7 separate regions of the Mus musculus genome follow, and regions 1, 2, 3, 4, 5 and 7 are each linked to region 6. A link is a contact called in public Hi-C and promoter capture Hi-C data. All regions are on one chromosome and are shown on one strand. Each heading gives the region's core, a stretch centred on a gene start, on an enhancer-like site or on the middle of the called end of the contact. The rest is flanking DNA. Distances are from core to core; before and after follow the strand shown.

Evidence for each region. Promoter capture Hi-C pulls out the DNA fragments that hold promoters and counts their contacts. Hi-C and Micro-C count contacts between places; a contact is called where the count stands out from the background. Capture Hi-C pulls out chosen DNA fragments and counts their contacts.
Region 1: a promoter capture Hi-C map of adipose tissue shows a contact between it and region 6, with 3 times the contacts expected there. The contact joins the promoter of Ric8a here to the promoter of Tollip in region 6. A contact is called at or near these places in 1 of 39 promoter capture datasets (pre-B cells) and 2 of 9 other capture datasets (adipose tissue and liver).
Region 2: a contact with region 6 is called in a promoter capture Hi-C map of adipose tissue, with 3 times the contacts expected there. The contact joins the promoter of Nadsyn1 here to the promoter of Tollip in region 6. A contact is called at or near these places in 1 of 39 promoter capture datasets (embryonic stem cells), 3 of 484 Hi-C or Micro-C datasets (B cells, CD4 T cells and neutrophils), 3 of 115 datasets of contacts at active chromatin or transcription factors (embryonic stem cells, regulatory T cells and thymic regulatory T cells) and 1 of 9 other capture datasets (adipose tissue).
Region 3: a promoter capture Hi-C map of liver shows a contact between it and region 6, with 2.6 times the contacts expected there. The contact joins the promoter of Cdkn1c here to the promoter of Tollip in region 6. A contact is called at or near these places in 2 of 39 promoter capture datasets (embryonic stem cells and liver), 1 of 115 datasets of contacts at active chromatin or transcription factors (bone marrow-derived dendritic cells) and 1 of 9 other capture datasets (liver).
Region 4: a contact with region 6 is called in a Hi-C map of CD8 T cells, with 4 times the contacts expected there. The contact joins the promoter of Tspan32 here to the promoter of Tollip in region 6. A contact is called at or near these places in 1 of 484 Hi-C or Micro-C datasets (CD8 T cells) and 1 of 115 datasets of contacts at active chromatin or transcription factors (pancreatic cancer cells).
Region 5: a promoter capture Hi-C map of pre-B cells shows a contact between it and region 6, with 6 times the contacts expected there. The contact joins the promoter of Nap1l4 here to the promoter of Tollip in region 6. A contact is called at or near these places in 1 of 39 promoter capture datasets (pre-B cells) and 2 of 115 datasets of contacts at active chromatin or transcription factors (astrocytes and thymic regulatory T cells).
Region 7: a promoter capture Hi-C map of pre-B cells shows a contact between it and region 6, with 5 times the contacts expected there. The contact joins the promoter of Adam8 here to the promoter of Tollip in region 6. A contact is called at or near these places in 1 of 39 promoter capture datasets (pre-B cells), 1 of 115 datasets of contacts at active chromatin or transcription factors (large pre-B cells) and 1 of 9 other capture datasets (liver).

The regions. Positions count from the first base shown.
Region 1 is chr7:140,854,807-140,858,998 of GRCm38.p6, reverse strand. Ric8a (RIC8 guanine nucleotide exchange factor A) reads right to left here and starts at 1,602. Exons shown (of 10, transcript NM_053194.4): 1 at 1,445-1,602; 2 at 1,107-1,154; 3 at 427-1,017; 4 at 45-136. The coding sequence starts at 1,528. It overlaps Bet1l (Bet1 golgi vesicular membrane trafficking protein like), which reads left to right and starts at 2,616. Exons shown (of 4, transcript NM_018742.5): 1 at 2,616-2,778; 2 at 3,834-3,925; 3 at 4,178-4,192. The coding sequence starts at 2,760.
Region 2 is chr7:143,820,662-143,824,380 of GRCm38.p6, reverse strand. It overlaps Nadsyn1 (NAD synthetase 1), which reads left to right and starts at 1,529. Exons shown (of 21, transcript NM_030221.2): 1 at 1,529-1,722; 2 at 3,149-3,209. The coding sequence starts at 1,638. It overlaps Dhcr7 (7-dehydrocholesterol reductase), which reads right to left and starts at 1,214. Exons shown (of 9, transcript NM_007856.2): 1 at 841-1,214.
Region 3 is chr7:143,459,071-143,462,756 of GRCm38.p6, reverse strand. Cdkn1c (cyclin-dependent kinase inhibitor 1C (P57)) reads left to right here and starts at 1,707. Exons shown (of 4, transcript NM_001161624.1): 1 at 1,707-1,904; 2 at 2,041-2,962; 3 at 3,507-3,645. The coding sequence starts at 2,050. The coding sequence ends at 3,640.
Region 4 is chr7:143,003,712-143,007,334 of GRCm38.p6, reverse strand. Tspan32 (tetraspanin 32) reads right to left here and starts at 1,676. Exons shown (of 8, transcript NM_020286.3): 1 at 1,317-1,676; 2 at 330-427. The coding sequence starts at 1,416.
Region 5 is chr7:143,546,688-143,550,468 of GRCm38.p6, reverse strand. It overlaps Nap1l4 (nucleosome assembly protein 1-like 4), which reads left to right and starts at 1,349. Exons shown (of 16, transcript NM_008672.3): 1 at 1,349-1,427.
Region 6 is chr7:141,899,978-141,904,109 of GRCm38.p6, reverse strand. It overlaps Tollip (toll interacting protein), which reads left to right and starts at 1,649. Exons shown (of 6, transcript NM_023764.4): 1 at 1,649-1,834. The coding sequence starts at 1,802.
Region 7 is chr7:139,990,043-139,994,064 of GRCm38.p6, reverse strand. It overlaps Adam8 (a disintegrin and metallopeptidase domain 8), which reads left to right and starts at 1,503. Exons shown (of 24, transcript NM_001291066.2): 1 at 1,503-1,633; 2 at 2,619-2,719; 3 at 3,717-3,793; 4 at 3,936-4,014. The coding sequence starts at 1,594.

The DNA.
Region 1 (4,192 bases), core at 353-2,852, 1.0 Mb after region 6:
TAGGAACTCTTGCCGTCCCCAACATTGTGAGCCCTACCCCTCACCCGTGGAACTCCTCTGTGCGGTCCCCAGCAGCTTCAACCATCACGCAGTGCCGCAGAAGAGTCCCCAGGTACCGGTAAAGGGCAGCATCTTCCTAACCAAAGACAGAAAGGGGCTCCTGTGAGATCGAACCCCTGTTCTTGTGGCCACATGGAGTTGATCCCTAGACGCTGTGCACAGCACATGTGGTGCTTTTGGCCACCTGAAGCACTGTGGAGAATACCCACCTGCAACCCCATGCACAGTGCGGCTCAGGCACCTTCCCTGAGTTCCCGCCTACACCATCCTCTAGTCCTCGCCATATCTGATACCCTGCAAGCTGAGGTACAAAGGGAAGCAAACTGTCCCACCCGAACTGAGTCTCAGCCAAGACTTCCAACCTACCTCATCAACTTCCCTCTTGACAGAGTCAAAGGTGATATTAAAGAGCACTTTGAGGATCTCCATGGCCCTCTCCGTCTCTTGGGCTGGAAGCATCACCGGAGGGTTTTCTTTGGGGGCCACGCCCAGTGTTAGTTCCAGCGCATCAGTCAGCAGGCGTACACCGTGCAGCTCCTGAAACAGTTGCTGGCGCACATCCGTGCGAAGGGCTGTTAGCAGGAAAAGGAGCCTCAAGTCAAAGAACTGGACTTCGTGGGGATAGCTCCTCTTGCGGTACAGTCCCACACGCTCCGCTAGCCTCACCACCAGGCGAGCCTCTGCTGCTAGCATCTGTGCTGTTGGACTGCTGAGCACAAGATTACACAGGCATTTGAGAGACTCGAGGAGGACATCCATGTCTGGGGACTGTGGGATGGGTTCCTCTGAGACGGTAATGTCAGCATAGCAGGCTAGTGCATGTAAGCTCTGGCGGCTGGCAAATGAGTCCAGGCAGCTGCGGTCTCGGGATAGGATTCGGATAGTCTGCAGCCAGGTGACACGGTGCTTTGGTGACAAGCCCTGCTCCAGGACGGAGACCAGTAGCTTTGCGAGTCTCTGTGGGGTCGAACAAAAGTGGTTCCACTAGGCCCTCTTCTTGGGGTCAGCCCGTGCCTGCCCTAGGAGCCCTTGGGGCTGACACCTACCTTCCTGTCCTCCTGCTGGGCATCATCGAAGGTGAAGCTCTGAGAATGCTGCAGGGAGACCCAGGAGGCTCAGATCCACATGCAGGTAGGACCCGTGCTCCTCGAGTCAGAGCAGACCTCTGAAGCAGCATCCATCGCTCTGAACCTTAAGGCAAGGCCCACCCTAGCCTCCCATACACCTGCCCCACCACACGCCACCACAGAGCCACCCGAGGGACCAGCCCACCACCCACCGCCGTGCTCCCTGCCACCACTCGCACGCACACCCCAGCCGAGTTGCGCGCACACCCCTGCTTCCTCTCTTCCTGAAATTTCCTCGGCAGCCGGATGCCTCTCACCTCCCGGTTGAACGACCGCAGAGCTTCTGTCACCGCATCTTCCTCTCCGGTCTCCAAGGCATCCGCAACTGCCCGGGGCTCCATGGCCCCTGGCACCGGGTGCTGGAAGGCTTGGGCTGGGAAGACGCAATCGGCCAAACCCCGGGGCTCCGCCCAGGTCCGGAAGCCCGGCGTCCACGCGTGAGGGATGCTGGGAGAGCAGCCGAACCCAAGGGTGTGTACAGGCGCCTCCGACTTAAGGTGGAGCAACCCGGCTGTGGTCGCTGAGCGGCTAGTCTTGGAGCGGCGATGCTAGCTAACCAGCCAGGCAGTGTCCTCCTTTTGAGCCCTCCTCTCTAGCCCGAGTTCCTGGCAGGCGGGGGGTGGGGTGGGATGGGAGGGTGGGGAGTGGGGTGTGGCTTGGCCCGCGCGTGGACCGTCCTCTTTACGCTCTTGTCCCCGTACTGTGATAAAAAAGGGAGCGCCGGCTCCTGGCCGCTTAATCAGTTGGGGAAGACGATTCTCGCGATCCAGGCCTTGGAGCTCATCTTCCATAGGGAATAGGGAAAGAGAAGTACAACGACTTGGATGGTCAAAATAATGCACGTGGTTAGCCGGGCATAGTGACGCACGCCTTCTTAAATCCCAGCACTCGAGAGGCAGAAACTAGCAGACCTATCTAAAAAGAATAGCCACCAAAGTAATACGGTTATTCTCAAGAAAATTGCAGAGAAGGAAGTGAAGAACACCCGTGGAAAAGCCACTCCCGCGAGAGGAGCAACGGAGGGGCGGCCAGCCGAGGCGTGTCTGAGGTTAGAAGCGTAGGAGCGCTGTGTAGCGGGGAGCCAGGTCCGCACGCCACTTAGCTGAGTCGGTGCCCCACAGTGACACATACAAACAGTGCTCCAGTGGATGATGTCACCCGCCGTGCTAACCGGCTCTGCCCCTACTCAGTGGCAGGCCCCGGCCGTCTCCTTCACCAGTCTCTTTCGGGTCTGCCTGTCCTCCCCATCCAGTTGGATTTAGCAGCGCCAGAGGCATCCGACTGATTTACTGAGCTGGTTCCTAGCCTCTGCTCCAAATTTGGGTCTGAACACCTGCTCCGAGTAACACCCACAGCGCAGGACTAATATTGCTGACCAATCCGTGGGTCCGAATGCTGGTGGCCCGCCCTTCCCTTATTTACATTCCCGAGAAGCACTCCAGGTCTGTTTCTTCCGCTTCAGAACCTTCTCCCGGAAGTTATTAGCCCGGAGGCGGAACCGGAAGACCCGGGTACTGGTGCCACGTCCGTTGCTGTGCTGCGAATTCCCTGAGTGGGACCCTGGAGGGCGCGATGGCAGATTGGACTCGAGGTGAGAGCACTTGAAAGGCAGTAGAGGTAGGAGGGGAAGTCTAAGTCTGGAGCTGGAGACATCGCTCGTTTCTCGGTGGAAGGACCTGCGTGGGGTGGCGCTTACGTATCCCTGGAAAAACAGGGCCGGATTTCGCCTGGCGCTGCCTTGGAACCCAAGCCGGCATGCCATCAGTTTTGTGTGTGGTTGATGCCAAGAGCTGGAAGCAGAGGGTCCAAGCAGGGTTTTACTAATGAGGGGCCTGAGTGCCTCGGTTCACACACATTCCCCGCCCCCGTGCCTGTGTTCAGTGTGACAGTTGTGATACTGATGCTTCGCCCACAACGATGACTATGCAGTGGTCGGTAGGACACAGCCGTCTGTCTTTCAGAGTCTGGTCGCACTTGTTTGCTGGTGCTGCTGGCCTTCCCCTTAGGTGGGTCACATCGAGGCTGGGTGGGTGGTTTTTATGCTTCAGATCGGTGCTAGTCACACTTAGGGGGGTGATTCTCAACTACCTGTCCCTGTCCATCGGAGTTAGGTTTCCACGAGCACAGTGCTCTGGGCATTCCAGAGATTCTGTGTGGGTTGCAGACATAGGGCGAGGTAGTTTCTACAGTAGAAGGACTTTCTTACACTTACCTTGGATCTGATTTCCAAGTCCTCCCCACACAGCCTTCCTGTCACCTGCTGTGCCACCGGCTGTTCTGTTTTCCCTATGGTCCCTATCAGAAAGTACTGTTTCCCTTTGAGACCGGCCCCACACCCTCAGATGACAATTTCAGCTAAGGCAATATTCACTTCGGTTCAGGAACAGTATACAGCAGGGTCGTGTATGTAGATTGATTGGATCTTCAGGCTCCCCAGCCCGTCCTTGCCTGGGCATGCACACAGGTTCTCACACGACCCATGCTACATGTCTGATGTGTAGGTGGTCAGCCTGTTGGAGCATAGGGTGGGACGTGCTAAGTTAGCAGAAGTATATGGGGGAATGCGCTTAGATGTCTCCACTGGAGTGAGGAATCAGGGACCACATGTCTGAGGGAATGCTATCCTTCCGCCTCTTTCTCTCACAGCTCAGAGCTCTGGTGCTGTGGAGGACATTCTGGACAGAGAGAACAAGCGGATGGCTGACAGCCTGGCCTCCAAGGTGACCAGGCTTAAATCGGTCAGTGGTGGCCCTCTTCCCTTCCGTGAGATACTTTGGTGGGTGGGGCTGAGAGGGGAGGAAGGAGGCCGTGTGCTGTCTGTGGGCATTGCTGACTGGAGAAGTGCTTCAGGTAATAACTTGGCCTTTTTTTTAGCTTTCTCTGGTAATAGGTACTTTTCAGAGTCGTGGGTAAAATGTAGCTGGTCTGAAGGGAAGGTGGGCACTACTCTCTGTGGCTTTGCTTGACGGTGCCTTCTGTATCCCAACCAGCTGGCTTTGGACATC
Region 2 (3,719 bases), core at 280-2,779, 1.9 Mb before region 6:
ATCCCAAATGAAAGGCATAGCCCAGATTAAAGGTGTGTTCCTTAACTCGGAGATTAAATCTTCTGGAATCCATAGCCACTATGGCTCAAGATCTTCAAACCAAGATCCAGATAAGGATCTCCAAGCCTCCAGATAAGGGTCACTGGTGAGCCTTCCAATTCCGAATTGTAGTTCATTCCAAATATTGTCAAGTTGACAACCAGGAATAGCCACTACAATACACTAGCAAGATTTTATCGAAAGGACCCAGATGTAGCTGTCTCTTGTGAGACTATGCCGGGGCCTAGCAAACACAGAAGTGGATGCTCACAGTCAGCTAATGGATGGATCACAGGGCTCCCAATGGAGGAGCTAGAGAAAGTAGCCAAGGAGCTAAAGGGATCTGCAACCCTATAGGCGGAACAACATTATGAACTAACCAGTACCCCGGAGCTCTTGACTCTAGCTGCATATGTATCAAAAGATGGCCTAGTCGGCCATCACTGGAAAGAGAGGCCCATTGGACACGCAAGCTTTATATGCCCCAGTACAGGGGAACGCCAGGGCCAAAAAGGGGGAGTGGGTGGGTAGGGGATTGGGGGTGGGTGGGTATGGGGGACTTTTGGTATAGCATTGGAAATGTAAATGAGCTAAATACCTAATAAAAAATGGAAAAAAAAAGTTGTATCTACTTTGATTGGTGTTACCCAAACGCAAAAGGGACAGGAATGAGAAAGGGCTCAGGTTGATGCACAGGGAATCCAGACTGCTGTGAGCCAAAGAAGCAGGACACACCCATTCCCTCTGTGAGCTCTCTGTGAGCTCCTACTGACAAAATTGACACAAATTAACTGAACACACCTGCGAAGTGGAAACTTTGAGAGATCCCTTCCATCAGACTGGCCTGTGCTTGTCTGTGGAGCATTTTCATAACCGATGATTGATGTGACGGCCTTGGCCCACTGTGGGTGGCGCTACCCCTGGCTGGTGGTCCTCAGTGGTGCAAAAAAAAAAAAAAAACAGGCTGAGTAAGCCTTCAAGCAAGCCAGTGGGCAGAAGTCCTCTTTGGTCTCTGCTTCAGTTCCTGCCTCAACTTCCCTTCATTACAGACTATGAGCTATAAGGTGAAGTGAGCCCTTTTCCTCCCCAGCTGCTTTTTGCCACGTGTTCATCACAGCGACAGAAAGCAAACCTGACATTACTTTTGGTGGCAGAAAACAAGCCTTTCATGACCTATCAAAAGTCGCTCAGATGGCAAAGGAAATGATCCAGGACGCTCTGACCTTGGGCAACAGCGGGACGCTGAGACAACCTTACTGCGCAGGCGCTCCTTAGGGCCCTACTTTAAAGGGTGCGCTTTGTGCAGGATCTCCGCGGGGGCGGGGTCTCACGGAAGGGCGCGCACTGCGAAAGTGAGAAGGGGTGTGGCTGTGGAGGGCGAAAGGACGGGGCTTCCGGGTAAGACACGGTCTGCGCCGGCGCAGTTCTGGAGGCGGTGCAGAAGCTGGGCTATGACGGCAGAGGGGCGGGGCTATGGCGAGCCGTGGGGAGGGGCCTCTAGGAAACCAAGCTACGCAGGCGTAGACCGGACAGTCCGGCTAGTATCTTCCCTGTGGTCTCCGTTATTACACCGTCCCAGCCTGGAACCTGTAACCAGCATGGGCCGGAAAGTGACCGTGGCCACCTGTGCACTCAATCAGTGGGCCCTGGACTTTGAGGGCAATTTCCAGAGGATTTTAAAGAGTGAGTTTTGGGGTGGCGGGAGACAGGAAGAAGTCAAAGTCCACAATGGGTAGGACATGGCAGTCCAGGCCAGCTTTGCCCAGGAGAGACTCACAGCGCTGGGCGTGGGAACAGATAGAAGGGTAATGCTTGGTGAGCTTTCAGGGCGACTTCCTAATTTGGGGGACATGTGAGGAAGCAAGGCAAGAGTGGAAATAGGAGTGCCCTGCCAGCCAGGCAGACACTGCCCTCATCCATCCTCTAGGATCTGGTGGGTCTCTCTAAGGTTACCTGGGGCAGGGCTGCGCATTCTTGGAACTGTTTCATTGAGATCTAGGCGTTTGCAAAGACTAGAGATCCGTGTTCTAGGGCTCCTGAGGACATTCCTCATGGATTGGCATTGGGAGAAGGCATACTGAAGCCAGAAGAGGTCTCAGGTCAGAGAAGGGTGTTGGCGTTCCATATACCTGTATTGTTGACATTCAGGTCAGCTCATCATTGCCCCCAGAAGATAGAACTGGGGATACTCTGTGCCCAGCTGCAGACTGCTCACCTCAGGTTATCCGTGCTGGAAGCCTCTGCAGGAAGGCTAAATAGGAAAAACAAGAAACAAGCAAAACAACAAGAAAAACCCAAATGTATTATTTATTTCATGTACATATGCACGCCATAATGTGCATGTGGAGGTCAGAGGACAACCTGCAGGAGTCAGCTGTCCTCTTCCACCTTGTGGGTCTGAGTGAGCAGTTCTCAACCTGTGAGCCACAACCCCTGTGAGGGCCAAATGACTCTTGGGCAAGGGTCAAATATCAGATATCGAGCCTCTCAGATATTTACATTATGGTTTATAACAGCAAAATTAGTTGGGGGAGGGGGCAGACGGTCACCACAACATGAGGAGCTGTATTGAAGGGCCATGGTATTAGGATGGTTGAGAACCACTGGTCTAAGTGAACTCAGACTTGTCAGGCTTACCAACGAGTGACTTTACCTACGGAGACATCTGGCTAGCCCAGGCGTTTTTATTTTTTAAAGTAATTTTTGACCTGATTTTGTGGTCAGAGTCTATGTCTTTGCGGTGAAGATGGGCTGCCTTGCCTGCATGTTGGCAGCAGCTCTCAACCTGGGTGCTGGATGCTGACACCAACCTAGGGATGGAAGCCTTCACATCCTGTCTACAGCTTTTCCTTATAGCCAATTTGGGTGTCTGCTTAATGATTATCCATTAAGGTGTGGCTTACCCTCCTAGTACTAAGGTCACCCTACCCTCCCTGTTTCTGAATACCTACACGTGGGTATAGGTGCCTGTTGTCCTCTGCTATTAACAGAAAGGGCTGTAGTTGGTTGGAGCCTGGCTTTGGCTGTATCTACCACAGCAGCCTGCTTTTTCTACCTTTTAATGTATCCTAGCTGCTGAATCCTTCTCCCTCCCTCTCTCTCCATATAGGTATTCAAATTGCCAAAGGCAAAGGTGCAAGATACAGGCTTGGACCAGAACTAGAAATATGGTATGGCTAAGCACACCGGCAGCCCCAACCCCCACCCTTTGGAGGGCAGGTAGTGGAACAAAAGATGGGAAGAAATGGGGCAGAACTGAGAGCAAGAAGATGCATTTAGGATGGCAGCAGCTTGAGAGTGGGCCTTGTTCCGGGCGGGTTGGGGAAGCTGGATAACTTCAGGCTTCCTCATGGTTCAATAGGGGAGTGAGGTTGAACATAAAGCCAACCTGCCTCACCTTCCCTGATGCTGAGGTTTCAATGTCCCGCCAACATTCTTCCATCCCAGGGTGATGGTGTTTAGAGGCAGACTTGGGGGGGGGGCGGTATTAAATCACTGTGAGTGGTATCTTATTATATAAAGGTCCCAGGAAGCCTGCTTGTCTCCCTGACATTAGGCCACCTTCCAGGTGCCTTCTTTGCTAACTGATCGGAGCCAGAATTCGGAGGAGTTATTAGAGGTACCGTATTTGAAGGAGGGAGCAACCTGTAGCAGACATTAGTTTGATAGACACCTTGATT
Region 3 (3,686 bases), core at 458-2,957, 1.6 Mb before region 6:
TCTGGCTGTCTAGACTGCTTCTCCCAACAAATAGGGCCCAGTAGCTCCACACCCCAGGGAGCACGTTCAGTCAGTCCTCTCAGCAGCTTTGGCCTAGGTTGTGGGCAGGGTGGACCTTCTCTAGCCTCGACAGCTGCAGCCTGGATATTTGGACTGTTGGGGAGACCCTGGAGGCCAGGTGGTCACAAATAAGTGTGGAGTGTGGTCCTGTGACCAGGGTCTCTGAAGAGGCCCATGTGGCTTTGACACAGGGACAGAACAAAGCCCTGCCTCCTTCCTGCCCTGGGCTAGTGGATTTTAGCTTTTAGTGAATGAGGGGTTCATGAGGCCCCTTGAAAGCCCTCATTAGTTTTATTTTACTCAAGAAAATTACTGTGACATACCAATGCCCTGAGAGATTTGTAATATGGTGTACCGAGAAAAAGAAATCCTTACAGGTCACAGGCTCTGGTCTCTCCACCAGAGCAGCTTCCAAACCCCGTCTCTCACCTGTTCCAGGACAGTCTGGCCCCTGGCTTCAGGGTTTGACTTGACTCCCGGGTTGGCCCAACTTACCTAACCCTGTAAATAGGGTTCTGTCTCAAAAGTCTCACAGGCATCTCTGCTGGGAGCTGAGAGCTTGGGGCTCTGCAGGGCCTTTCAAGTATGTCCGGAAGTCCTGGTTCCCCAGGGCGGGGGGAGGGGGCCAGCTCCTGGCACATGCCTGAGTCACCTTCTCGACTCCCTGCCCTAAATAATGAACTCCTTTTGGCGGCGGTAGCGGAGGCAGCAGGGGCGGGGGGCGGGGGGGGGGCTCTGTCAGGCCATGTCGGGTGTGTTTGTGTGAGTATTCAGGGCCCCACCAAGAGGCACTGCTGTGGAGGAGGGGTCATTCTCTCTTTTCTAGCATAACTACTTCCAGCCAACTAAGGTAGGCAGAACTGGGGGTCGAATATGGCCTGACCCAAACCTAAGGTCCTAGGCATCTATCAGTGATGTAGGTACAGGCTAGGATGGGCCCAACTTGTGTCTCATCTCCCGGGTAGGTGGGCCTATTATAGACCAGGCTACAGATCTTTTAGATCTCTACAGTATTGTTCCTCAGGAAAAGAATGGATGTGACCCCTGTCTCTAACTCCGTGATAGAGGGTCTTAGGGCCAGCAGGTGTGCAGATGCCTCGAAGGCAGATACTTAGGCCTGGGTGTAGAGGGTGGATCCAGCCACGGTACTGCCAGGACCAGGACCCAGCTGGTAGTAGTAGGTTAAAGCCCTAATCAGTTGGTGCAGTCCTAGGGCTAGCGCGGGCTGCGGGGACCGAGGGACCTTCACCGACGTCGGCATCGCCGAGGGGCTGTGCCCAGCTCCATGGTCCGAGGGGGCGCGCGCGTCGCGGCTGCGCGAGCCCCCGCCTGCAGACAAAGGAGCCCGCGGGGGGCGGGGGGGGGGATGGGGCGAGGGGGAGGGGCGTCGCGGTGTCACGTTACCGCCCGCAGAGCTCTTTAACTCGAGCCCCGCCCCTTGTCCCGCGCAGCCCGCTCGCCGTGCGGCCGCCAATCAGCGCCCGCCCGTCACCCGCCCCGCCCGGCCCCGGGGGTGTGTGCGCGCAGCCAATGAGCGTGGCGCGGGGGCAGGGCCTCTGTGGGCGGGGCGGGCTGCACCCTCCAATCGCCGCGGTGTTGTTGAAACTGAAAATACTACATTATGCTAATCGTGAGGAGGCCCGCGCGCGCGGGGGTGGGGCCAGCGCGTATAAAGGGGCGCAGCGGGCTGGGCGTTCCACAGGCCGAGTGCGCTGTGCTCGAGGGGTGCCGGCTAGGCCCGACTGAGAGCAAGCGAACAGGCAGGCAAGCTCCGAGGGGGCGCGGCCCAAGCTGGACAGGACAAGCGATCCAGACGCAGGAGCCGTCCATCACCAATCAGCCAGGTAGCCGCTGCGTCCTTAGGCAGAGGCGGACGCGGGCTGTGCAAGGGGTCTCACCCACGCCCAGCCTCCGCCCTCCTCCTCTCCCCTCTTCCTTCTCCTCCCGTTCCCTTCTTTCTCGCTGCCCGCGTTTGCACAGCCTTCGACCATGGGCATGTCCGACGTGTACCTCCGCAGCAGAACAGCGATGGAACGCTTGGCCTCCAGCGATACCTTCCCAGTGATAGCGCGTAGCAGCGCCTGCCGCAGCCTCTTCGGGCCTGTAGACCACGAGGAGCTGGGCCGCGAGCTGCGGATGCGCCTGGCCGAGCTGAACGCCGAGGACCAGAACCGCTGGGACTTCAACTTCCAGCAGGATGTGCCTCTTCGAGGCCCTGGTCGTCTGCAGTGGATGGAGGTGGACAGCGAGTCTGTGCCCGCCTTCTACCGCGAGACGGTGCAGGTGGGGCGCTGTCGCCTGCAGCTGGGGCCCCGGCCACCCCCGGTGGCCGTGGCTGTCATCCCGCGTTCTGGGCCGCCGGCTGGCGAGGCCCCCGACGGCCTAGAGGAGGCGCCTGAGCAGCCGCCCAGCGCCCCAGCCTCGGCCGTGGTCGCGGAGCCCACCCCACCCGCGACCCCGGCCCCGGCTTCAGATCTGACCTCAGACCCAATTCCGGAGGTGACCCTGGTCGCGACCTCCGACCCGACTCCGGACCCGATCCCGGACGCGAACCCGGACGTGGCGACTCGGGACGGCGAGGAACAGGTCCCTGAGCAGGTCTCTGAGCAGGGCGAGGAGTCGGGTGCTGAGCCGGGTGATGAGCTGGGAACTGAGCCGGTCTCTGAGCAGGGCGAGGAGCAGGGCGCAGAGCCGGTCGAGGAGAAGGACGAGGAGCCGGAGGAGGAGCAGGGCGCGGAGCCGGTCGAGGAGCAGGGTGCGGAGCCGGTCGAGGAGCAGAATGGGGAGCCGGTCGAGGAGCAGGACGAGAATCAAGAGCAGCGCGGCCAGGAGCTGAAGGACCAGCCTCTCTCGGGGATTCCAGGACGTCCTGCACCCGGGACTGCTGCGGCCAATGCGAACGGTGCGATCAAGAAGCTGTCGGGGCCTCTCATCTCCGGTGAGCCCCGCACGGCCCCGCCCCGGCCCGGCCTCGCTTTGTCCGGCCGGCCGGGCTCTCCCTCGCCCTCGGGGGCCTCGCCCGGTCCCCGCCTCCTCCCGTGGCATTAAAGGGCCCGCGGCGCTTAGGGCGCGGTTGCGCCCGCACCCCTTTCCTACTGGTAGGGGTGCAGCTAAGGCTCCCGAGCGTGCAGTGGGAGGGCGAGCCTGGCCGCGACCCACTCGGATCGCGGTCTTTGGCTCGGGCCGCGGGAGCCCCTTAGGGAGCCGTGTGTGCGGCATGGAGGGGGTTAAGTGCGGCGGCAGCCCCGGGGGGCTTGGCCGCGGGACAAGGGGAAATGCTTACACAGCACATTGCGCGGCGACGTAAACAAAGCTGACCCGCCGCGGACCTCGGCGCGGGCGGGGATGGCGCCCCCACCCCGGCCCCGCGCCCTGCGCACTCCGCGGGTCTCCTCGCGGGTCTCTGGGCCGGCCCCGCCCTGACCGACGCGCGTTGTCGCCCGCAGACTTCTTCGCCAAGCGCAAGAGAACTGCGCAGGAGAACAAGGCGTCGAACGACGTCCCTCCAGGGTGTCCCTCTCCAAACGTGGCTCCTGGGGTGGGCGCGGTGGAGCAGACCCCGCGCAAACGTCTGAGATGAGTTAGGTGAGTCTGGCGTCCCCCACGGGGGTCGCGGAGGGGCCGCC
Region 4 (3,623 bases), core at 427-2,926, 1.1 Mb before region 6:
GGTATCAGAACCAAGCCCTTCTGGGGTTTTTAGAGATAACCCCAGGGCAGAGAGGGCCAATTCTCTCTTTCAGGGGCCCTGCAGCACCCAGGTAGAGGTTTTTTTTTTTTTTTTTTTTTTGACTGGTCCAGGTAGGAGGGTCCTGATTGAGCAAGTGGAAGGTCCTGACTGTGTAAGTGGAGGGACTCACTGGTCTATATCCCCTGACCTTTGCTTCTTTCTGGATACTTCTGCTGGGGTCAGGCAGCTCCCTGGTCTTATTCCTCTCCAGCTCTTGTCCCCGTCTGAGGTCTGGGAGCCGGGGTCGTCTGGCAGCACATGGAACTTACCGCAGCCATGAGGCCATGGGCCTCCCTCACAGTGGCTATGGTGCTCAGAGCAGCTCCCAGGCTCAGGAGCCCCGCTAGGCTGATCCCCACATAGAAGGCTGTGGGAAGAGAAAGACAGAGGGTATGGAATCTAGCCTGGGGACTGGGCATAGAGGTTGGATCTGAAATCTATCTACTTTGGGAGTCACAGAGCTAGAACTGACCTTCGGGGAGGTCCCAAAAGGCACATATCTCTGGCTCAAAAGAAGGAATGTCCATAGCCCAATAGCCTGTCCTCCTGAGGCTGAGAAGGAAGGGGGAAGAGAAGGTAGCTAAGAGACAGTACTCTTTCCCCCATTCCTCCTGTCCTCCCTGCCTCACAGACTATCTTTAAGGACATCCCCATACTCTAGTGACAGGTGACAGTGTAGGCTGTACCTTATCAGTGCAGGCCCAGGCCCCAGGCTTCCTGCCTAAGGGAGGCCTAGTGCCTTGGAAGGCAGGGACTGGGGCTACCCATCCCCCATTCAGGGGCCTCAGTTTTCCACTTTTTCCTACTGGGTGGTGACCTTCCTAGATTCCTTGCATTCCTCTTATTAAAGTGGCCTTGTTCTTGTGGAAGTGAGGCACCCTGGCAGGTTGGGTCCTAGCTGCACATTTTCTGCCCTCTGTATATGGTATTCCCTGCCAAGCCCCACAGGCCCACCTGAGTGGGCCCCAGGAGATCCCTGCCCTGAACACATAGATCTGGGCCCTGCCACAGCTTCACCACTGCTATGGGGCAGGCGAATCAAGGCAGGAGTGCCTGCTGTCGCCTAAACCTCCCCACCTTTGTTAGTCCAACCCAGACACTGGGGCTGCCTCTCCCTACTCCTGACCTCTGGTTTTTGGCCAAAGCCAGCTCCTCTGGGCAGCCTAGGGCTGGGGAGTAAGGTCTGTTCCTCCCAGATGTGTTTGGCCCTGGAGCCCTCTCACTTCCACTCCACAGCCATTTCTGGTCTCACTTACCCCAATAGCGCAGTGTTTCATAGGGGTTCCTCTCCAACGATGCATGGCCAATCACAGTAAAGTGGTCTCCAAAGTGAATGACAACCACCATGGTGGCCATAGAGAGGCCCAGCAGCTGAGGGTGAAGTGGGCTCACTGTCAGCGCTGGGGAGTTGCAGAGGCCCCTCACCCTGACAGAATATAGGGTCTGGGCTTCTTAGGCCCCCAGCCTGGCTCCCTCCAGCTTCCTTGGTGCACAGGAACAAGGCAGCTACAGGAGGCCTACATATTTCTGTGGGCAGGCACTCACAGATAGTGTACTACACACAGAGATAAGTAGAAAACACACTAGCCAGTGCCCCATGGTGCTCAGCTCCTCTCCTCTCCTCTCCTCTCCCCTCCCTTCACTTCCTCTCTCCTCCCTTCCTCTTTACTCTCCTCCCTTCTGTGGTTCACCAGTGAGTGGGGACCTCAGACCACAGCAGACACAGTAGGTATCGCTGTGTCCTCCCATCTGAAGACCCAGGAGCTCATATCAAACTGTCTGCAGAGACTCGTCTGCAGTCCCTGACCTGGCAGTCCCAGTCTCTGGGTCCCAAGCAGCACCCCTTCCGGGTAGTCCTTGCACACTCTTAAGTCACCAGCCAACCTAGGTTTTCCCAGGCTCTTCACTGACCCTTGCCTACAAGGACATCAGGTACAGATGTTCACAGTCCTCTAAAGGTGGCCACCAGGGACCCAGAACCAGTCTGAGGGACTGTGGTGTGGCAGGAGGGAAGACCACAGTGCTGGAAGCCCGGGCATGGTGAACTATTTCCTCTCCTGCCTGCCCACCCATCCACTCCTGCCCCACATGCATGTTACCAAGACTAGGAAGTTGGTGATCAGTATCTGGCATTTGGCAATCTTGATTCGATTCCAGTGCCCCATGGTGCTCAGCTCCTCTCCTCTCTGCCCTCGTCTCCTCTCCTCTCTTCTCCCCTCCCTTCACCTCCCCTCTCCTCCCTTCCTCTTTACTCTCCTCCCTTCTGTGGTTCCCCAGTGGGTGGGGACCTCAGACCACAGCAGACACAGTAGGTATCATTGTGTCCTCCTATCTGTCAGCAACCCTTGTAACCTAGTGGCTGTGTTGGGGGAAGGAAGAAGGGCAGGCCGGAAGGGGGGCAGTTTCTATACCAGCTGTTGCTCTGGCCTGGCCCAAGATAACTGGATTTTTGTAGGCATGAGGCCTCCCTTTGGGTAGGCTGGGCTACACTGCAGCATGGGGAGGGGTGGAGTCTTGAGGGGAGCAGAAAGAGAAGGACCTATGGTTATAAGGCATGGCATTGGTTGTAAGGGTGTACTAACCTGTAACTGTCCAGCTACGTAAAAACCTTTAGTGTTTGGTTAGACCTCATGTCCCAAAGTCCTCCTGGGACTAATCCCCAAACAGGACTTCTGCAAGTGGCAAATGTGTCTCATGACCGACCTGATGGCATTAACCAATTCATAACTGGCACAGAGGGGAAGGGTGTGATAGAGTCAAATCTCAGGAAATGTCCAGGGGTTGGGCAAACAGGCATAGGCGTTTCAAGATGGAGGAAGTCTGTTTGTATTGACCTTCGGTGAACTAGCCATATTTGATTGAAAAACAAAAGCAGAGCATGCTTCCCACAGCCAGCACCTGGGAGGCTGAGGCAGGAAGGTATTAGCAAGTCAGAGGCTAACCTAACACACTCAGTGAGACCCCCACCTCAAAATACACAGGCTGGGGACAGGGCTCAGTTGAAGTGTTTGCAGTGCAAGCATGAGGACCTGAGGTCGGATACCCCAGAACCCATGTTAAAGAAGTCAGGCATGGCAGCGCATGCTTGTAATCCCAGTGCCATGGAGGCTGAGGCAGGACGATGCTGCCCGGACTCACTGGCCAGCCAGCCAGTGACACCTGAGGTTGACCTCTGGCTTCCACGTGCCTCCACCTACACCCTGCCCCAGGAACACATACATAAATCAATACACGATAAGAAAGAGCCATCTGAAACTCTGTCAGCCACTTTTTGAAAAGGAGCAAGTGTTTGCTTACTTCAAGAACTGGAGCCCCCCCAAGAGGGTCGGTGCCCCACTCCCATAGGCTCTCTGTCAAAATGTGCGTCTGCAATAACACACAGGATGATGTAAGCCACGGAATGGGCAGTACTGCAAATTCAAATATATGCAGGCCATGCTAAGTGGGCTTTGGAGAGTATAACATGAGTGTTCACCTTAAAACCTGGTTATGTCTAAGCCTGTCCAGATATCTGAGGCTGTTTCTGGGTACCCAGAAAAGGATGCATGGCCCTCTTTTCACAC
Region 5 (3,781 bases), core at 100-2,599, 1.6 Mb before region 6:
AGGCAGGTGGATTTCTGTGAGTTTGAGGGCATCCTGGTCTACAGATCGAGTTCCAGAACAGCTAGGGCTACACAGAGAAACCCTGTCGTGGAAAAGCAAAACCAGCCACTAACCAATCAAAATGTCAGGAAAAAAAAATGTATGTCAGAAAAAAATGTAAGTAAAAACATACGAGCTTATTTACTTTCCTTAATTTTGTAAGCGAAACTGTTTATACATAGTTCCAATTTAAGAATGAAAGAGAAGTAATACAGAAAAACAATGCTGTAGACCTTCTGGCCTTCAGTAACCACACTTCATTTTAAGTTTTTGTTTTTCAGACAGGGTTGCATGTTGCTCAGACTGGCCCCACACTGGCTACATAGTTGGAAGTGACAAACTGCTCATTCTGTCACCTGTATCTCTTATCTCAGAAGTACTGGGATTGAAGGCATGCATGTTGCACCATACCCAGCTTTGTTTCCAACTGCCCTGTTCGTAGAATTTGTTAGGAAAACACACATTATCTGCAAGCAAGTTATTTATTCTTATCAGATGTTGTCTATTGCTTCAATGAAAACACCATGACCAAAAAGCAAGTTAGGGAGGAAAGGGTTTATTTGGCTTACACGTCTATATTGCTGTTCATTACTGAAGGAAGTCAGGATAGGAACTCAAGCAGGGCTGGAACCTGGAGGCAGAAGCTGATGCACAGGCCATGGAGGGGTGCTGCTTACTGGCTTGTGCAGCTTGCTTTCTTACAGACACCACCAATAAGCCCAGGGGTGGTACTACCCACAATGGGCTGGGTCCTCTCCCACCAATCATTGAGAAAATGCCTTACAGTTGGATCCTATGGAGGCATTTTCTCAAAGCTCCCTCCTTTCAGATAACTCTAGTTTGTATCAAATTGACACACAAAACCAGCCAGTACAGATGTGCTGAACTTTTCTATCAGAAGGGTAGTCCCATGCCAGGCAGGCACTGTAGACAGAGGGTCAGAAGGCCTTGAGAAGTAGGCGGTGCTTTTCCCAGGCCGGGGGAAGGCAGGGAGTTGTAAGTAATCTGGAAAGAGCGTTGCCGATGTGGTCCAGGAAGCTCAAACCCTAGAGGTTGTAACAAGCCCAAAGTCCTACACGCGCGCCCAGCAGCCCCTTTAAAGAAGCACGAACTGCGCGTGCGCCGGAACACACGTCACTACTCTAACTACATATAGCTCGCGGGCTTAGGCTGGACGCCGTGCTCCCTCAACAGATTTTGATTGGATACCGCCTTTCCTAGTGCCTGGTGCAGTTGATAAACAGCTCTATTGTCCATTCGTCGCCCGTTTTGCTCGCAGAGGGTGGAGCCCGGCGATACGGCCAATGGCAGGTGGTTTTGTTGGCGACCACGGCGGTGCAGCCCCGGAGCGAGCTTAGGACAGGCGCCACTGCCGCAGGAGGCGCGAGGTGCGGTGCTGGCGGGTAACGGCGCGGCGGGCGGCTGGCGAGGGACTGGGGCGGAGGAGGCGGAGACGGGGAGGAGTGGGCGGCGCGGGCAGGCCGACGCGCCATGGCGGCGAGCAGAGGCGGGCGGCGACCGGGTCAGAGGTCCGGGTGGCGGGTGGCGGCGGATGGCGGGCCGGTCCCTCCTCCGTGCAGCCCCGCCCCCGGCTGAAGGTCAGCGCGCTTTGTTCCCGCCGCCCGAGAACCCACGCGAAGCGGCGCAGGCGGTTCCTTGAGAGGACAAGGCCTCCCCAGCGAGGTGGGCCTGGGTACGCCTCGTCTCAGACCGCGCCTGGGAAGGAAGGGGTCTACTGGGCCGCCGCCTCGCCCTTCCGGGCTTTGCATGCTCTCCGCACAGTGCCCCGGTCTCTGAGCCAGACCTCACTCTCTGAGCCTGCGGTGGAGGCGGAGCCAGCCTAGTGACACACACTGAGCCTTCAGACCCGGGCGCCCCTAACGGGTTCAGGGTCGTCAGCAGTACCCCTTCTTCCGAGGGTATCCTTGGGGCAAGTTGGCCCGCACTTCCTCCAACTCTGCTTCGCTGCCTCTTGGAGGAATTTCCGCGGTAGCTTCCGGCGCGTGCGCTGCGGTAACGAGCATATGCATATTCCACAGCAAAAAGACTCAAGTTTAAGTTTTTGGTCCAAAAGTTAAATGCTTTTAAGTTACTGCCGCCTTCCTGTCATAGTAGTTGCTTCCTCTCGGTGACTAATCTCCGCTTACTACACACCAGGGGCTCCTTTAAGCTCCTGACGTGTCTTAACTCATTCACAATAGTACGTGATGTAGGTGCAACAGGCTGACTGTGCATTAGCAAGAAACGCCTGGGTTTTGAAGTGGTTCGGTTTGTGGAATATTTGTAGGTCTGACAGATGAGCGTACCTAATCTGGAAATCCAAAATGTGCTCGAAAAGAAGTGGGTTTTGGGACGTTCTGATTTCTTTTCTTCTTCTTCTTTTTTTTTTTTTTTTTTTGGTATAGGAGTATTCGACCTGTATTGCAAATTAAGTCCCTGATAGGTTAAGTGTGATGGTACCTTGCATCTAAATTCAAATAGATTTAATCTGGCTCAGTTTTAATAATAAATGTTTATTATTAAATAAATAACGTATTGAAACAAATATTCAGATGAACAGTAAGATTCAGAGAAAGCAGGGCTTTGATAGGACTAGAGTATAGTTCACCTGTCGGGTAGTCTACAGCTGTATCATTTTAACTAAAGTAGATGCTGTAAAACTCAGTTGTCGGTCTCAACCCCCCCCCTTAGTTGACCAATATTGGTTCACAGTGTCATAACATTTAAACACATTTTGATGTTTTAGCTTTAAATCCCGAACTGTTTTTCACAGTTAATATAGAATAGCTGGTGAAAATAATAGTGATTTTATCGTTTTTTGAAAATTCTGGAATTGTATTACCAAAGTTCTGGGGGAAAATGTATGTATTTTGGGATCTTCTCAGAAATCATGGCTTGTGAGCTGGCCATTTGGCTTTGTGTAGTTGAGTATATAGAATATACCAGTGGGCAATAAATCTCCTGCAGGGGTGGTATTCTTAGAAATGAGGTAGTTCACCACTTTGGTCTGACTTTGTACTTGAGTCTTAAAATGCCCCAGCTAAGATAGATATGGCAGTATACACCTAGATTCCCAACTGCTCTGGAACTGTTTAAAATCTGTCTTGGAAAAACAGCAAGATCCTATCTCACTTTTTTTTTCCTGTTTGCCTCTTGTTAGTGAAAGTATACTGTCCCTGCTAGCTGTCTTTATGTTGTGTATAAAAGTTTATGTTGTATTTGTATAAAAATTTAACTGCCAGTACCTAAAATTTTGGTTTTTGGAAGAAAAAAAATCCTAGACAAGAGAGTTAATTTAGGGGTGGTTAAGATCATTGTGTGCTTTTGCAGAGGACCTAGGTTTGAGTCCCATACTCATAAGGTGGCTTCTAATAGTCTATAACTTAAGTCCCAGGGTTCCAACAGCCTCTTCTGGCCTCTGCAAGTAGTGCACAGACAAGCAGGGAAACCACCCATACACATAAATAAGTTAGAAATTTAAGAAAGGGTAGTTTAAATCTGAAGGTCTAAGGGCAACTCTCAGTGTGAAATAGGCACATCAGTGAGTTCTTTGCTGCTTGCATCCAGCCCCAGGTGACCTGTTTTGAAAAAGAGGCAGTAGTAATGAGCTGTTGGGGACTTCTAGCCCGTGAGTACAAGGTTTTTTTGTTTACTTAAAAGGAAATGTAAGTGGGTGTGTTGGCTTGTATCTGTATTCCAGCTCTTAAAAGGTAGAAGCAGGAAGCTCAAGGCCAGCCAGCGC
Region 6 (4,132 bases), core at 400-2,899:
ATTAAACTCTTCTGTAAGTTACCTTGGTCTTATCCCATCAATAGAAAAGCACTACAAATCCGAGTCAAGAGTGAAGGCAACAAAGGGGACAAATACAAGATGATGAACACAGAGATGCTAAGCCTTTCATCCATTTTCTGTTACCCATAACCTCTCTGCTGAGTGGAGTCAGTACTAGCAGCAGAGCTAGTTTTCAAGTTTCTGCAAAGTAACCTAGGTGAATTTTATCATAGTCCACCTATACCAGAGTTTCTATCTGCTGCAAATCTAGTAGAAACAAGTAAGATTATGTCCAGCCACGTGATCCCCACCATGAGAGAGCTTTAAGTCAAGGAAGAACAAATGCTGTGGTTCTGCTCTGACAGACTGTGCCAGGGCTTGAACTGATTTCAGGAACGTACTGAAGCATTTTATGAGATAAAGTTTTTTCTTGGGAACAATTCCCCCTTGGTGTTGTTGGTGGTGGTGTGTGTCTTTTTTAAACTGCTTAGTACTGAAGGATTTGGGATTCATCAGAGGCCATATGTGTGGTCTTAGTCACAAGGGGATCCTATTGTGCTATCCAGATATAATTTTATACAACAGGTTGTCTGCTGCATGTTTAGACACAAGTCACAGGTTTTGTCTATAACCAAGAAGAAAGGATTGAGCAGGGATGTGGACACCAGGAGAGATCAGGGGTCTCTTTAAAACTCTGTCTGCCACAATGGATAGTCTTTTGTGTCTTAGCTTTATCAGCATAGAGATGACAGTTTGGGCAACAGGAGCTAGAGACCGGTGAGAACTGGATATAGATCAGTGTCCAGGAACAGAGCCCAGATGCAGTCCCATGTTATGCCAAGGTAGAGACTGTCACTAGAGTTGGAAGATGTAATCTTAAAGATGAAAGGAACACAAGAGAACATGGTGTGAGTGAGGAAATGTTCTTGGTACTCCTAGACAGTACCAAGTCTATTGCCGCACAAGTAAAAGGGGACCTACAGACTGGTGACCACCATAGGGTAAACTCCTTATAGGAACTACCCTGGTTCTATCTGGCCAAGTATTCTTCTGAAGAGAGTGCTCTGAAAAGGCAAGAGTGGGTGGCCCGGGTTTCCTAGGGACAGATCTTCATCTCTCCATTCATTTAGCAAATCCAAGGCTGGTGGAAGTTTTCCGTCCCACTCTTGTCTCTCCTTCAGCTTGGTTTCTTCTTTTAAAATTTAAATATAAATGTTCTCCCTCCCACAGAATTTTGAGGTAATTCAAGAGCTTGAGGGTAGCTGGTTCTACTGCCATCTGTTTTTTTTTTCGCTCAGGCAGCCAAACCTCAGTTTTCTCCAAGCGGATCACGCACCTGCAAGCGGTGGTATCACAGCTATCTCCAGTTAGGTGACTAGACGCTGTGGCAACTCGACCGAATTGAGATGTGCGTCCCTGTTCTAGGTGTATGCGACTGGGTGAGCAGGCTTCTGCCCGCAGGAGAGTGTTCAGGTTTAGGCATGCGCAAACAGTCTGACAGCCATTTTAACGGGCTGCTGAGCGCCCGAAGGGAGCCACTGCGCAGGCGTGTACGGGAGACCCATTTCCCCCTGAGGTCGGAACACGCGTGCGCGGATTAGCCGGAAGGGGCGGGGCCAGCTATTGCCAAGCTCTGTGCTTTGGGAACGCCGGGGTGGGGCGGGGCGGGGCGACTGTCAGCTGACTGAAGAGCCGATTGCCTCGCGGGACAACGGTCGGCGACGCAGCTTGTGGTGGGAGCGGAAGAGCTCTCCCGGCGGGTCTCTGTGCAGTTGGCGAGGCAGAGGGCCGCCGCAGCACCATGGCGACCACCGTCAGCACGCAGCGCGGGCCGGTGAGTGCTCTGGGCCAGAGCCTGGCTGGGGCAGTGGAGCCTGGGGTCGGACTCCTCAGTCTTTTACGGGGCCCCTCGCGGGTTGCTCTTCCGTCCCGGGGCTTCGCGGGTCCTACCTTCGGGTACCCACCCGGAGCAGCGACTCTCGTCTATCGGACATCTGGGGTGGAGGAAGGCAGAATTTGATGGTTCCCCAGATGCCCACGGGCCCTGAAGCTCCTGGCCTCCTTCATGGAGAGGGATCCTGACTCCCGTGGTCCTCCTGGGTGGAGGCCCTGAATAGGGTTCCTCTACACAGAAGAAACCTTACCCCATTGGTCCCCAGATGGAGTGGGACCCCGACTTCCCTTAGTTCCTCAGATAGAAAGGGCCCTGAACCCCTTACGTTCTCAGATCTATCACCTGCTTGGTCTCCCAGATGGACACAAGCCCTGACTCTTGGTCTCCCAGATTGAGAGTGGTACTGACTACATTAATTTCCCAAACTGAGAGGTGCCTTGGTTCCCCGTCTCTCAGAGGAGTGGAGTCGGACACCTTTGGTCCCCCAAAGGAGAGAGATAACCTGGTCTCCTTGGTTTCAGAAATGGTGAAAGATCCCACTTTGTAGTCTGTCCTTACTTGTGACAGTTTCCTCTTCTCCCTAACATCTATAGAAAATAGGGTACTACCTCTTGAGCTTAGTTAGTGGCTACCTTTTCAAGCCTCAATTTCTTCATTTATAAACGAGGAGAGGGGAGCAGAGAACTTGGAAGACCCAACAGGGTTGTCTCTTCAGGATTGTCTTGGGTTCTATTATACTACCTGTCTCACCTCCCCTAGTGTGTATGGCCTCCCAGTAGCTCCCTGAGACTGGTGTGGGTGGGATGTTGTTAGCCAACTGTGGCTGTGTGGAGTAGAACATTGTTCTGATCAGCACCTCAGTGCCTTTTCCCCTGAAGTTAATATTGAGTGTGCCTGCAAAGCCTGTGGTTTCCCAGAGTTTTTTCACCCTGACAGCTTGGTGTTGATTGTGTGTGTGTGTGTGCGTGTGTGTGTGTGTGTGTGTGTGTGTGTGTGTGTGTGTAACAGGTAACTCCTTGGGATAGATTACTGATTTCCTGACTTTGAAGAAAGCCTCAGGCTTGTTAGATGCTTTTTAGGAGGGCTTTGAAGCCAGATCTCCTGAGCCACTGTCAAACTTGGATGGAGATTTCCAATGTTGGAGTTACTTTCATGTTCATCAACCCTTCTTCATCCTCACGGTGTCTCAGCAAACTATAGAAGATTGATGGTGGCTGCCAGAGGAGAAAGGGAGACAGAGCTTTGCCCTTTTCATATCCCCTGCCAAGTGGACACATGGCCAAGGAGAGTGGACCCTTTCTTACCGTGTGGTCTGAGAGTGTCCTTATCTCTTGTGGTTCAGGCTGAGTTTGAATTCATCTGATGGTGAACTCCATGTCTGTCATGAGTAAGAAGCTATCTTTCCCTGTTGCTTAGAGAAACTCTGGTGTTGTACAGAGCTGCAATAACCTACACAGTGATGAGTAATTGGGAGTGTCAGATGATGTTGATACTAGCAGAATCTGTGGAGTCAAATCCTGACGTTTGATCTTTCTACTTGCCCAGAGTTCCTGGGAGAATGTAGTCATAGAAATACAACATAGACAGCTGAGTGGTTTTAGGTTTTCATGACTTGTAACTTTGGGCTGTAAGAACTTGTCATAAGTGACGGGTATCTCAAGGTTTATTTGGGATATGCATATCTTCATCATAGTATTAGTGGTCACAATATTTAGAGTAACTGGACACTGAGCCACAGGTGTGGAGCACAGGGACACAGCTATGCATCGTAACTTATGTAAGCCAGAGAATGACAGTCACCATCAGATCTGTGCTCTTTCCAGTGACTTGATGTGGGAGGACTGCATGGGCCATAGCCAGGGTCTCTGTAGAATAGAAGGCCTTGAACTTCATCTGGGAAGTGCTATTTCTTAGAGTGCAGACCTTTTTCAGTTTTCAACTTTTCACTGGCCACTTCACCTGGAATGATATACTCATCTACCTCTGGATTCACTAATATTTGAAAAGCTTTTAGCCAGTTGTCAAGGTCTAGTAGAACTGCCAGAGTGTGGTATGCTTCTCTGCTATTCATATCACACTCAGGGTTGTATGAACCCTAAGTGAACCAAGTGCTGCTTCTAAACAGATGAAGTGCATGCATTTGGTCAGTGCTGGGTCCTGCAAGCAGCCTTCTTTGTGTAGTCCAACCGGGATTAGACCATGGCCCAGTGTCTCCATCCTATGAACCTGGACTTAGGC
Region 7 (4,022 bases), core at 254-2,753, 1.9 Mb after region 6:
TACTTGGTCCCAATTTTTGATTATACACTGTTCCTCCATCTTCACTATGGGCAGTTGGACTTACAAGACAATGGTTGCTACTGGCAACAGGTTTTGATTTTGCCTTTGATTTGACTAAGAACACATTTCCTTGAACTTTCGCTGTCACCTAACTTGCAGTGTAAGAGTATTTAAGATCCTGTGTATGTGGAAGTCAGCCTTACCCGAGAGCTCTGGCTGCTGCCTACCTATTACAGCCTCGCAGTGAACACTGTGCTGATGCCTCAGGCAGCGGGTTGCTGCTGAGATTCCTAAGCCATTGCTACATTTCTGACCTTATCCACAAGGGTAGAAGAGTGACAGTAGCATGTGTGCCCCAGCTTAAATTCTTAGGTACGATCTAAGACTCCAACCCAACCCTGTAGTTTCCCATTATGGTCGAGCTGTCAGGCTCTGTTGGTAGTTTGGGTGTCTCCCTTTCCTCTTGGGTTACTTATCCCTTGTGGGGTAGAACTGTAAAGTCTGTGAGGTCTGACCACAGCTGTGCCCACAAGGATGTATAGCGAACAGTGCCACAAATAATAAACAGGCGTGACTACATTCCCAAGTGCCCTGGGTTCCCACAGTAACAGACCCACCTGGAGAAGCTGGAAGCCAGGCCATGGTAGGGGTGCTGAGAGCTCTGGCTCTGAGTCAGCTCTACCCTGAGGACATGAAAGACAGAATCCAGGAAAGGAGCCTGGTGCCTCGGGACCCCCTAACAGGTTAGGTAGGACCTCAAAGGATCAGTCAGGGGGCTGGCGAGATGGCTCAGTGGTTAAGCACGCCGACTGCTCTTCCGAAGGTCCCAAGTTCAAATCCCAGCAACCACATGGTGGCTCACAACCATCTGTAATGAGATCTGATGCTGTCTTCTGGAGTGTCTGAAGACAGCAACAGTGTACTTACATATAATAAATAAATAAATCTTAAAAAAAAAAAAAAGGATCAGTCAGGTTCCTCCCTGCATATGCCTCTCCAGTGAGGCCTCAGAAGCCTCGTGGAGCCGGGCAGGAGCTTTGGGAATGTCAGCTCCCACAAGTTGGTCCTGGGCCCACACTGCCTTTCTTGCCCCTGTCTGCATCTTTCAAGTGCCCAGAAAGTCAAAGGGTCCCCTTCTGAAATTTCAGGCTCATAAGTCACTTCCCCTCCAAAAGTCATCTTCCTCCAGCTAGACTCCACCCAGTTAGCACTCCCAAAGCTCTGCCATGGGAGGCAATCCCACAATCTCCCCACCAGGACTGGGAGCTTGTAGAACTGCAGAGTTGCTCAAATTGGTCTGTTTACCATCTCCATCTCCCATGAATTTTGTCCAAAATCATGGGAGATCAATAGGAGCTACCTAGAAGTTACTTCGGAGGGGCCTCTGTAACTCCAGACTGCCCTGGAGGCTGGTTGCTGCCAACTGGGTGTTGGTATAGAGGTGTGTACTTCTTGCCCCGCCTTGCTCCGCCCCGCGGTCCAGTGATTGGCCAGTTCCGATCAGTGGGAAGGGCACTCAGAAAGAAGTACCAGGCCAGTGATGAAGAGAGTACTTTGTGGAACCTCTAGGGTTAGTGTGCTCCAGATCCCATCATGCTTGGCCTCTGGCTGCTCAGCGTCTTATGGACACCAGGTGAGTGATGACTACTTGATTTCAAGGAGCCTATTCATTGCTTGGTGGTGTGCCTAGTGGCCATGTACCATGATCAGCTCACCTTGCCTCCCTGGAGTTGGTCTGGTCCCTGGGTATGGAGAAAGTAGGTAGGAACAGAAAAAGTCAGAATTGAGATTTTTTTTTTTTTTCAAAAGTGAAATGTGAGAGAAATTGTTTCCTGGGATTTTTCTTTTTTCATTGAGCTAGTTACAGGAACAGTAGTGACATCACTAGGCGTGGCACTTACAGGACAGCTTCCCTTGCTGCTGTAGGAGTCCCAGGCAGCAAGGTTCACCTTTGGGATCCTGGGGGATGCATAACTCTAGCTAGGCGGGGACAGAAGCTAGAGGCACGATGGTCCCAGTTCTCTAGCAGCATGGGATCCTGCCTCCCACTGGGAGGCTTGGTTTTCCTGTCCTGGGAGGACCCTGGCTGGAGTGGTCTCTTCTCTTACCTCTCAACCCTGGGGTTAAGTGGCTGTGCCCCTTGCCTATGCAAGAGATCAGCAGGTGGTCTCTAAAACTGGACCTGCCTACAGATAGGTGCTCTCTAAACCAGTCCCCCATCAGTTGTTGAGCAGGAAGTTTTCCGGTGGGAGAGAAAAGCCTGAGGGAGGGTGTGTGTTCATCAGTTAGCTACGATCATGTAGCTAAGGTCAACTCTAGATGTCTGGCAGGCAGACCATAGGGCCTACATGTGTTCTGCCTGTGTAGGTTCAAACAGGCACTGGGGAAGGGTGGGGTGAGTGGATGAGGTTCTTCTGGGGGCACTGTGCCCAGGTGTGCTGGGCTCAGACAGCTTGACTCTGGTGTGATGGAGCTGGTGGTTTAGGCACAAAGCTCTTATCTGGGCCATGGGGTCAGATCCCATTGCTGGCACTGAGCCTTGTGGTGAATACCCAGATAAAAGAGCTAACTCTGGCTAGACACTGCTGGACCTCTGACCCCCCTTTCTCCTGAAGCAGTAGCCCCTGGACCTCCTTTGCCCCATGTGAAACAGTATGAAGTGGTTTGGCCTCGGCGCCTAGCTGCATCCCGCTCCCGCAGAGCCCTGCCCTCCCACTGGGTAAGTCTACCCATTAGCCTGGCCACACAACCTGTGTCTTTAAAAGGACCGGCAGTCTCTGGAGGCTGCCCTGCGCAGCTCCAGAACTTCAACCTGTCTGTGCTTCTGGGCATGGCGATGGTCCTCCTGTGTTTACCACTTCCTCCTGCCTTCTGCTGCCCCGCCCCCAGAAAACAGGGTCCTAGGGCCCCCAAGGTAGCACTAGAGCCCACTCACTTCCTTGCTCCTTTTGAGACCATTGGCCCAGCCTGGAGAGGCCTCTCACCCAGGAAAGGTACAGCAGTTTGTGCTGCCCTGGGCCACTCCCCAGTTTCAGTTGGCAGTGGTTTGTTAGATTAGCCAGCAGCTGCTCACCCTAAAGCTATGTGTATGCATCAAGAACCTCTCAGCTTGGGATTTCCTGGAACTGGGAACTGAGAACAGCCTCTAGACCTCCAGGAAGATTCCTGGCCCTGTCCTTGTTTGGATCTTCAGGAAACATCTCTGCCTGGGCTTTCCTCTTTCCTGGTGTATGCTGTCCCTAAGGCGAGCTGGTTGTACACATGGTGTAGGAGTAAAAGGTCACAGAGTATGGAGCACACACCTGCTCTGAATCTCTGGCTGGACACCTTAGCCAGCTGAGGAATTGTGGTGCTGAGGAGTCTGTGTACCTTGCCTACTCCCATGTTGCCCAGATTTAGTGGCTGCCACTCCTATCCTGTTTACTCTTATCATCCTCACCATCACCTTCACCTTCACCATCACCATCACCTTCACCGTCATCATCACCATCATCCTTGGGAATAGATTGAGGAAATGGCTCAAGGAGCCATCAAACTCTTTTTTTTTTTTTTTTTTTTTTTTCTGCTTCACCTGGGAGAGTTGCTTTCCCTGTCAGCCTGCTCCCAGCCATCTACTTCCCTCCCTGAAACTAACGAATCCTCAGGGTCTAGGGGGTCTCTGCTTGGGGCTTTCTGCTATGCAAATCCCTGGCCTTAAGCTGAGAATCCCCATCCAGGGCCAGTACCCAGAGAGTCTGAGCTATGCTCTTGGGACCAGCGGGCACGTTTTCACCCTGCACCTTCGAAAGAACAGGTAAGCCGATTCTGGTCCTTGGGTAGATCTCTGAGTCCAGTGGGAAGTGTAGGCTCCTGTGTGCCAGAATCCTGGCCCAGGCATCTTATGGTGGCTGCTCCGTGTGAGGCAGAATCAGGGAACGTCAATGGTTGTCTTCCAGGGACCTGCTGGGCTCAAGCTACACAGAGACCTACTCAGCTGCCAATGGCTCTGAGGTGACAGAGCAACTGCAGGAGCAGGTATGGTG